2 separate regions of the Sus scrofa genome follow, and region 1 is linked to region 2. The links are chromatin contacts, called in public HiChIP or PLAC-seq maps. All regions are on one chromosome and are shown on one strand. Each heading gives the region's core, a stretch centred on a gene start, on an enhancer-like site or on the middle of the called end of the contact. The rest is flanking DNA. Distances are from core to core; before and after follow the strand shown. Region 1 overlaps DDX6 (probable ATP-dependent RNA helicase DDX6). Region 2 overlaps ARCN1 (coatomer subunit delta).

Region 1 (4,603 bases), core at 236-2,735, 180 kb before region 2:
TTATTGGAGTTCCATGGCAGCTCAGAGGGTAGAAGATCGGGGATTGTCACTGCAGTGGCTCTGGTTACAGATGTGGCATGGGTTCAGTCCCTGGCCCAGGAACTTCTGTGTGCCATGGGTGTGGCCAAAATTTTTTTTAAATAAAGTATTGTTTTATATGCCTGAAATTGTCATTCACAGTGCCTTTTTCTACACTACTGCTTTGCTTGAGAATCTGGAAAACACAAGACTTACGGTTCTAAGGAATCCTTCAGCATAACAAACCATAAATATTAGAACTTTAGGAGTTCCTGTCGTTGTGCAGCAGAAACCGAGGCCATGAGGTTTCAGGTTCAATCCCTGGCCTTGCTCAGTGGGTTAATAAAGATCCAGCGTTGCCGTGAGTTGTGGTGTAGGTCACGACGCAGCTTGGATCTGGCGTTACTGTGGCTGTGGTGTAGGCCAGCATCTGTAGATCCAATTAGACCCCTAGCCTGGGAACCTCCATATGCCATGGGTACTGCCCTCACGAGACAAAAGGAAAAAAAAAAATTAGAGCTTTAGAACCAAAAAGAAATTTAGAAGTCCTCTGGTATAGTCTGGCATCATGACTGATGTTCTTCTGTTCTTATCTGCCTTCTTTCCACTTGTTTTCTTTTTTTTTCTATGTCTGTTGTCGTAATGATTAACATCATTTTACAATTTTATTCAGTTTTTTGTCTAAATATAAATAATTTTTTAAATAATTTGGTGACCATAAGATATAAATCACATAGGACACAATTCACACACTTCAAGTTTACAGTTTTTTTTCCTGTACATTCACAGTTGTGCAACCAGTTAATACAGTCAGTTCTAGAACATTTTCATCACCCCAAAAATTCCTAGTAGTCTCCCCTCAGTTTTCCTCTAGTTCTAATCAACCACTAATCTTTCTGTTTCTATGGGTTGGCCCGTTCTGGTTTTTTGTGACTGGTTTTTTTTTTAGACTTGGCATGTTTTTAGGGTTCATCAATACTGTATCATAGATCAGTACTTCATTCCTTTTAATTGCTGAGTTATATTCCATTGTATGGCTCTATCACATTTGGTTTATCCATTTTTCAGTTGGTAGGGTTGTTAGCTATTATGGATAATGTTATTTTGAACATCGATGTACGAGTTTTTGTGGAGTTGTTTCCATTTCTCTCAGGTATATACTGATGAGTAGAATTGCTGGTACATAAGTAACTGTTTAAACTTTTGAGGAACTGCCAGACTTTTCAAAATGGCCGCACAGTCTACTTATAGTATATGAGGTTCTGATTTCTCTATTAGCAGACCTGAGTTCAAATCCTGGTTCTGGCCTTTCTTGCTTTGCTGCCTTGGGCAAAACAATCTGTCTCAGGATATGTTTTGTAAGAACTTGAAAGGATATAAATAACATTAAATAGCTAAGCATAGTGCCCATCACACAGTAAATTGTTTAGCTTCCTTTTTTTCTTCTCCCTGGCAGCTCCCCAAGATTTCCTCTTGGGTTTCAAAGCTGTCTGGGTCTGACTTGAATTCTCTTGCTTCATTTCTCTTAATCTTCCTACCAAACAGTAGTAAGAGATTGTGTGGATGTGCTTGATTCCCTGACTGCTAACTAATAATGGCTACCGTATAGGACAAAACATCAGTGCATCGTAATTTACAAACTAGCTTACTTACTTTGTTAAAGCCCTATCCTTAAACAGTTTCTGTAGAGCATAAGTCCTGTCAAAGAGAGCAGAGGAATAGAAGTCAGTGGCCTTTAAGTAGAAAGGTAAACCCAAAATAGAAGTTAGGATAACCCCAATCTAATTCTACCCTCTCTGACTTTGTTCAGAAGTTTTATCCTTTTAAAGGGCCTGACTCAGATTCCTAGCCTTTTTTTCTACTCTAGAACTGAGTAGTGTGCAGGTAGCCTGTTTAAAAACCATAGAAGAAAATGAACCCATGGGGATAATAAGCCTTCAGGATACCTGAAGATTAGTAGAGCTGACTCAAAGTAGAAGAGATTAATAAGACCATAGGGTCAAAAATAAGATTTCGTTCTTTGACCTGTTTTACCATAATCTCACTGTTTAATGATAGCTATAGGAATAAGGTAACAGAGTCTTTGTCACTGCACAATTTTTGCAGTTGTTTTGGCAACTGTGCTAGTTATTCTAACCATAAGGAACTCATCCGTCCTATGTGATTGGTGTTCCTTTTTTGCTTTTTAGGGCTGCACCCACAGCATGTGGAGGTTCACAGACTAGGGGTCAAATCAGAGCTATAGCTGCTGGCCTAGCTATAGGCTGTTGCAGGATCCAAGCCACGTCTGCAGCCTGCACCACAGCTCAGGGCAATGTCAGATCCTTAACGCACTGAGCGAGGCCAGGGGTCGAACCCACAACCTTATGGTTCCTAGTCGGATTCATTTTGGCTGTGCCACGATGGGAGCTCCTGTGATTATTGTTCTAGAATGAGTGTCATGGTGGGAAATGAAAGTCATGATGTTTATGGCTTAATTTCTCCAATAACAGTTTTTAAGTGCTAGAGATATTGTTTTGGACATTAGCTCAAGAAAAGAAAGAAACGCATTGTGGCTCAGCGGTAATGAATCCGACTAGGATCCATGAGGATGCAGGTTTAATCCCTGGACTCACTCAGTGGGTTAACGATCCAGTGTTGCCATGAGCTGTGGTGTAGGTTGCATATGTGGCTTGGATCTTGCATGTCTGTGGTGCAAGTTGGCAACTATAGCTCTCATTCAGCCCCTATCCTGGGAACTTCCATACGCCTCGAGTGTGGCCCCGAAAAGCAAAAAAAAAAAAAAAAAAAAAAAGAAATCAGTAATTGTTATGGTGATTATGAATCTTTCATGTTTTTATTTTCCTAATATTATAGTTTTAGAAATTAAAATTTCTTAGTTTTAGAAATAAAAATATTCTGGGAGTTCCTCCTCTGGCACGGTTAAGAATCTGACTGCAGTGGCTTGGGTCACTGCAGAAGTGGTGCAGGTTTGATTCCTGGCCCGGTGCAGTGAGTTAAGGATCCAGTGTTGCCACAGCTGTAGCAAGGATTCAATTCCTTGGCCCAGAAACTTCCATATTCCATAGGTGTGGCAATTTAAAAAAAAAAAGAAAACAAACACTGCTTCCTCCCAGTTCATACCTACCTTGCCTTTTTAATTCTGTTTATGTGTATTTAATATTTTGTAATTGTCGGGAATCCAGTCCACAGACATTGGACATTATGTAACACAATTAAAAATATCAAATGGAACCTGAGATTAACTTTTCCAGTCTATTCCTGTTTTGTGTAAGGATAAATCGTCCAAGCTACAATTTTTCTAGTCAGATTGATTTACTAGTCTTAGAATAATCATATATCTATATCCTTGATCTATTCTGTTTTTTCCTCCAGTTTTTTTTTTTTTTTGCCTTTTTTTTTTTTTTTTTTTTTTTTTTGCCTTTTTTGCCATTTCTTGGGCTGTTCCAGCAGCATGTGGAGGTTCCCAGGCTAGGGGTCTAATCGGAGACCCGAGCCGCGTCTCCAACCTACACCACAGCTCACAGCAAGGCCAGATCTTGACCCACTGAGCGAGGCCAGGGATCGAACCCGCAACCTCATGGTTCCTAGTCAGATTCATTAACCACTGCGCCACGACAGGAACTCCTTTTCTTCCAGTTTTAATTGTGAATTGTCCTTTGCTTTTTTCCCTGTATTTATCAGCCTAAATTCCTCCTCTTTATTGTTGATGCTCACCTTCCTTAGATACAATACTCCCATATACAAACTCACATATGTAGGTTTTATTACATTAGGATACAAAATAGTATGTATTTTATGAGCAGTTTTGGTAAATGTTAGTTGACACTGATGGCGATATGGATTGGTCCTACTAATTTACTTGGTCTCTTTATAAAACACAAATATAAAACAGTTTAAAGTAATACCAAAGAGGTATTTAATACCTTCAGCGTGTTTTAAAGAATTTGCTTATGTACTATTTTTTAATTCATAAGTTAATTTGCATTGTCTTTTTCTTTTAGGAGGAGAGCATTCCCATTGCTTTATCTGGTAGGGATATTTTAGCTAGAGCAAAAAATGGAACAGGCAAGAGCGGTGCCTACCTCATTCCCTTACTTGAACGGCTAGACCTGAAGAAGGACAATATACAAGGTTAGTTGTATGTTTAAACTAAAATGGCACTTTAAACCTTGGAACTCTGTAGAAGGTATTACCATCTTTTTTTAGTCAGAACTTAATCTGGAATTGGTATTTATCCTTTCCACAGCTTTTAGCCTGATCGCCTTACAAAAATGATTCCCAGCTTATAAGAGAGGTTTTATAAAGTTCTAGTTTTCAAAGTTCTTTTACATGTTACACAGTTACGAAACATTCCATGAGTTAGGCAAAAAGAGTATTGTCCTTATAAATAGGAAAGCTAAGCTTTTGAAAAGTTAAATTATATGACATAGCTACTTTCACACTATTAGCACTGAACTGTTTTGTTTCTTGTGGCACATGCGTGTCTGCAGGGTTCCTTGAAGAAACATGAACTTTTCCTCGCTAAAGCCTTTGCTTTGGGGATTTTAAGAGGGAAGAAACAGACTTCCATAGATGTACACAG
Region 2 (4,975 bases), core at 719-3,218:
AACACAAGTACATAAAGATACTAAGCACACAATTTAAACACTTGAAGTCAAATGTCTACCTCAAAAAAGGACTACTCAGACCAAACCTTTAGACCTATATAAATATGCTGACTTAATGCAAAGCCCATATCGAATATGCCTAATAATAATAAACCTGTTAGAAACAATGTTTGTAGGTTTCAGAGTAGTTCTTAGGCAGATGGAATTTTTTTTCTTTTTACGGCTATGCCTGGGGCATAATGGAAGTTCCCAGGCTAGGGGCTCAATCAGAGCTGCAGCTGAGGCCTACGCCACAGTCACAGCCACACTGGATCCAAACAGCAATTGCAATCTACACAGCAGCTTGCACCAACGCCAGACCCTTAACTCACTGAGCAAGGCCAAGGATCAAACCACCAATCTCACAGAGACTATGTCGGGTCCTTAACCAGTAAGCCACAATGGCAGCTGGAATTTAAAATGCTTCCAGGGAGTTCCGGTTGTGGCGCAGCAGAAATGAATCTGATTAGGAACCATGAGGTTACGTGTTTGATCCCTTGCCTTGCTCAGTGGGTTAAGGATCCAGAGTTGCTGTGAGCTGTGGTGCAGGTCACAGATTCGGCTCGGATCTGGCATTGCTGTGGCGTAGACCAGCAGCTGTAGCTCTCATTGGCCCCCTAGCCTGGGAACCTCCATATGCCTCGGGTGTGCTCCTAAAAAGCCAAAAAAATTTAAAAGAAATAAATAAAATGCCTCCAGGAGTTCCCACTGTGGCTCAGCAGTAACGAACCCAACTAGTATTCATGAGGACACAGGTTCGATCCCTGGCCTTGCTCAGTGGATTAAATAATCCAGTGTTGCCATAAGCTGTGGTTTAGGTCAGAGACCTGGCTTGGATCCCCTGTTGCTGTGGCTGAACTGTAGGCCTGGGGCTACAGCTCCAATTCGACCCCTAGCCTGGGAACTTCCATATGCCATGGGTGCGGCCCTAAAAAGACAAACATAAAAATAAAAACGAAAGAAAACATAAACGTCTCCATACCATGCAGATAGAGTTTAGGTAAAAATTATCATCATCAAAGGCAACATGAAAGGGAAAAAGAAATTAAAGGCAATCTGTAAACAGAAAGGTGTATGCTATACAGAGGGGCAACTCATCCACTTTGCTGCATTGATGGAGCATGGTCAAAGGGTAATAACAGGTACTGAAAATCTCCATGTTAGCAGTATTATTTTAAGAATTAATAAGATAATTATTTATTGGACACCTACTATACACACTAGATGCTCTCTGGAAACAGCAAGAGGAAATTAGTAAGATTCTTCCCTTAAGAAATCTAGCAAGATCTCAGAGTTCCCATTGTGGATCAGCAGTAACAAGCCCAATTAGTATCCACGAGGATGTGGGTTCAATCCCTGGCATCACAGTGTTGCCATGAGCTACAGCATGTGTCACAGATGCGGCTCAGATCTGGCGTTGTTGTGGCTGTGGCACAGGCTGGCGGCTGTAGCTCCAGTTCAACCCCTAGCCTGGAAACTTTCATAAGCTTCGGGTGCAGCTCTAAAAAGACAAAAAAAAAAAAAAGAAAGAAAGAAAGAAATCCAGCAAGATCTCAAAAGTTCTCACATCTATGAAAAGAAAAAATAACTCATAACTAAATAGTGACAAATGTTCACTAGACTTATTTTGGTGATTATTTCACAATATACATAAATATCAAATCATTATGTTGAAAGTAATACGTTATATGTCTATTATACTTCAAAAAAAAAAAAAAATCCCCCCAAAACAAAAAATCCAGCAGCAGCCTAGTAGGGACACAAACATAAATAACTGTAATACTAGGCAGAACATGTTAAGTAATGTGCTATGGGAATTCAGAGGAGGAAGAGATTACTTTCAGCTCACAAGACCACTGCTGACATGACAGAACAAAAGTATTTAAGTTATGCTTTGATGAATCAGGGGAATTGAGTACATAAAGATGAAGAAACAGCAGTGTAAAACAGTAGGTCCCAAGCAGGAAAACTGAGACTCTCTTTGAGTCATTCCAGTATCCAGATACAAGCAATATAAGGCTCCCAAGGCAGGACCAAAGTGCCCCACACTAAATATGGCTCTTAACCTTGAAACACCCAAGACACCACAATCACAGGGTCCAGGAAGCTGACACAGATTTCTATTCACTGTTATTCAAACATGGCTGGAAAATATGGTCAACTCAAAACAAGATAAATTAAACCTGTTCTAAATTAACATTCATCTTCTCAAATGCCTTGAAATAAACTTCTTTTCACATTAATGTTTACCAATGTCTAAAAATTATTATAGTATACACTAAAAGGTAAGTTAATTGTTCCTAGTGTAATCTGATGTGATTTTCTTTCAGGAAGAATGAATATGCATGATTCTCCATGAAGTTATTTATTTATTTTTTTACATTTTCTTTTTAGACCTAAAAGAAACTTTCAAGAGCCTTTGACTGTTTTATAAATATAAAAACTGAGGACCCAGAAGTCATGCCGATGATCTCATCAGGACTGTTGAAAAAACAAAATAAAATTTCCCATTAGGTTGAAATTTGTCAAACAATTTTTCTCTTAATAATACTTAAAGTAGTTTGAGTATATTATCAATTGTTTTTGGATTGAATAAAAATTCTCTCCTACACAGCTTTAACTACATGGATCAGAAAGTTCCTTGAGGAAGTTCCCTTTGTGGCTCAGCAGTTAATGAAACCAACCAGGATCCATGAAGATGCGGGTTCAATCCCTGGACTCACTCAGTGGCTTAGGGATCCAGCATTGCTGTGAGCTGTGGTGTACGCCAGCAGCTACAGCTCCAATTAGACCTCTAGCATGGGAACTTCCACATGCTGCAGGTGTGCCCCCCCCACCAAAGGAAGTCCCTTAAGTAAAGAAATCTGGAGAATTAGGCTTCTGTTCTGCCTCTGCCATTAATTATCACTTAATCGCTTCTTGAAATATCCCTAAAAGAGACTAATTTATATGAAATCTAAAGTGACTTTAGGAGTCCTCTTGTGGCTCAGAGGGTTAAGGATCTGGTGTTGTCACTGTAGCATCACTGCTGTGGTGTGGGTTCAATCCCTGACCCGGGAACTTCAGCATGCCGTGGGTGCAGCCAAAAAACAAATGAAACAAAAAAACCCAAAAATAAAGTAGGCTGTACATCTTTATAAAGATTTTTTTGTGTTTGTTTTTCTGGCTGTGCTCAGGGCACATAGAAGTTCCTGGGCCAGAGACTGAACCTGCACCATTGCAGTGGCCTGAGATGTTGCAGTGACAGCACCAAATCCTTAACCCGATGTACCACAAGGGAACTCCCATCTTTAAGATTCTATAAGTGTAGCATTTGAAAAATTTACAGCAACAGAAAATGTGCAATACCTCCATTTCACACCCACTGCTCCAGTAGAAACTACTCTGGAGCCATATTTTACATTAATATTAAGCTGCCAAAAGTCAAACTGTTTAAAATCAGTGTGTATAATATACATGTACCAAATAGCTGCATATCCCCTCATCCCCACTAGTGATAGATTCAAGAGTAACACGTAGTAATTCAGCATAAATATGCACAATTCCCTAAAGAAAAAAGTCAAGGGCTTTTCCTTACTTCCAGAATTAACCAGTTACCTTCTCTTTCATAATTCATCATAATGATGACACATATATATAATTCATGACCATATTAAGGCTAGTTTCTACAACTTCAGAGAAAATCATTTTGTCTTTCTCCTTTGCATGAAGTAGTTATAGATAAAATCAAATCCAGGGGAAGATCACAGTAAGATCTAGACCAAATACAAAACCAAAACTTGAAGTTACTCAGTAAGAGATTTAAGCTCATCACAAGTTTCCTTTCTAAAACAAAAAATAAAAACCTGTAAAGAATAAAAATAAAAGGACATCATTCTCAGTTTCTACAGTGTACTTCCAATTTGGGGAATAAATAGATGGCAAATCAGTGGAAACTCGAGCAAATTATTTTCATTTTTTCCTTTCCTCTCAAAAAGATACATAAAGAATACAATAGCTGTGCAGCTGCTGTACTGTATGTGGGAAAAAATAAAAATAAAAATAGGATTTCAGTTTCCCCCATCATGTATAGCCATACAAACTCAAATCCTAGCTTTCTAATAACCAACGACTTTTGGGAACTGAACATACTGTGATTACTACAGCAAATTTATTCATTGCCTATATTTAGTAAACAAGTAAAACTGTAGATAAAACAAGATTTTACAGATTAGTGCTATATATTAGTGCTAATATAAAGTTTATTCATGGAGTTCCCATCGTGGCGCAGCAGAAACAAATCTGACTAGGAACCATGAGGTTGCAGGTTCAATCCCTGGCCTTGCTCAGTGGGTTAAGGATCAGGCATTGCCGTGAGCTGTGGTGTAGGTCGCAGATGCAGCTCAGATCAGACATTGCTGTGGCTGTGGTGTAGGCCAGCAGCTGTAGCTCTGATTTGACCCCTGGCCTGGGAACCTCCATATGCCACGGGTGTAGCCCTTAAAAAAAAAAAAAGACCAAAAAAAAAAAGTTTTTTGAGTTCCCATCGTGGCTCAGTGGTTAACAAATCCGACTAGGAACCATGAGGTTGTGGGTTCGATCCCTCCCCTTGCTCAGTGGGTTAAGGATCCAGCGTTGCCGTGAGCTGTGGTGTAGGTCGAAGACACGGCTCAGATCCCACATTGCTGTGGCTGTGGTGTAGGCTGGCAGCTACAGCTCTGATTAGACCCCTAGCCTAGGAACCTCCATATGCTGCAGGAGTGGCCCTAAAAAAGGCAAAAAGACAAACAAAATAAAATAAAATAAAGCTCATTCAAATAAGTTTATTAAAAGAGCTGACTATAATGATATCTGGCAAATATTAAGAAAATAAGAACATGTTCTCATTAATTTGAAGAAAAAAGATCAAAAGATGCTTTTTTTGTACTTCATTTTATAACAAAGTATCATTAGCCAT

The links. HiChIP or PLAC-seq counts read pairs in DNA pulled down with a chosen protein or histone mark.
Region 1: a contact with region 2 is called in an H3K27ac HiChIP or PLAC-seq map of alveolar macrophages. The contact joins two enhancer-like sites. A contact is called at or near these places in 2 of 47 Hi-C or Micro-C datasets (brain and mesenchymal stem cells) and 1 of 2 datasets of contacts at active chromatin or transcription factors (alveolar macrophages).

What each region holds. Positions count from the first base shown.
Region 1 is chr9:46,045,918-46,050,520 of Sscrofa11.1, reverse strand. DDX6 (probable ATP-dependent RNA helicase DDX6) reads left to right here. Exons shown (of 13, transcript XM_021062947.1): 5 at 4,023-4,152. Among named protein-coding and RNA genes, the nearest start is that of DDX6, 15 kb to the left of the region's middle. Within about 2 kb of position 1,485, at least 2 of the 83 cell types and tissues checked have an H3K27ac peak or open chromatin away from gene starts, as enhancers often do. A contact at or near this core is called in alveolar macrophages, where this site is marked.
Region 2 is chr9:45,867,139-45,872,113 of Sscrofa11.1, reverse strand. The region is part of intron 1 of ARCN1 (coatomer subunit delta); the gene reads right to left. Among named protein-coding and RNA genes, the nearest start is that of ARCN1, 5.9 kb to the right of the region's middle. Within about 2 kb of position 1,968, at least 5 of the 83 cell types and tissues checked have an H3K27ac peak or open chromatin away from gene starts, as enhancers often do. A contact at or near this core is called in alveolar macrophages, where this site is marked.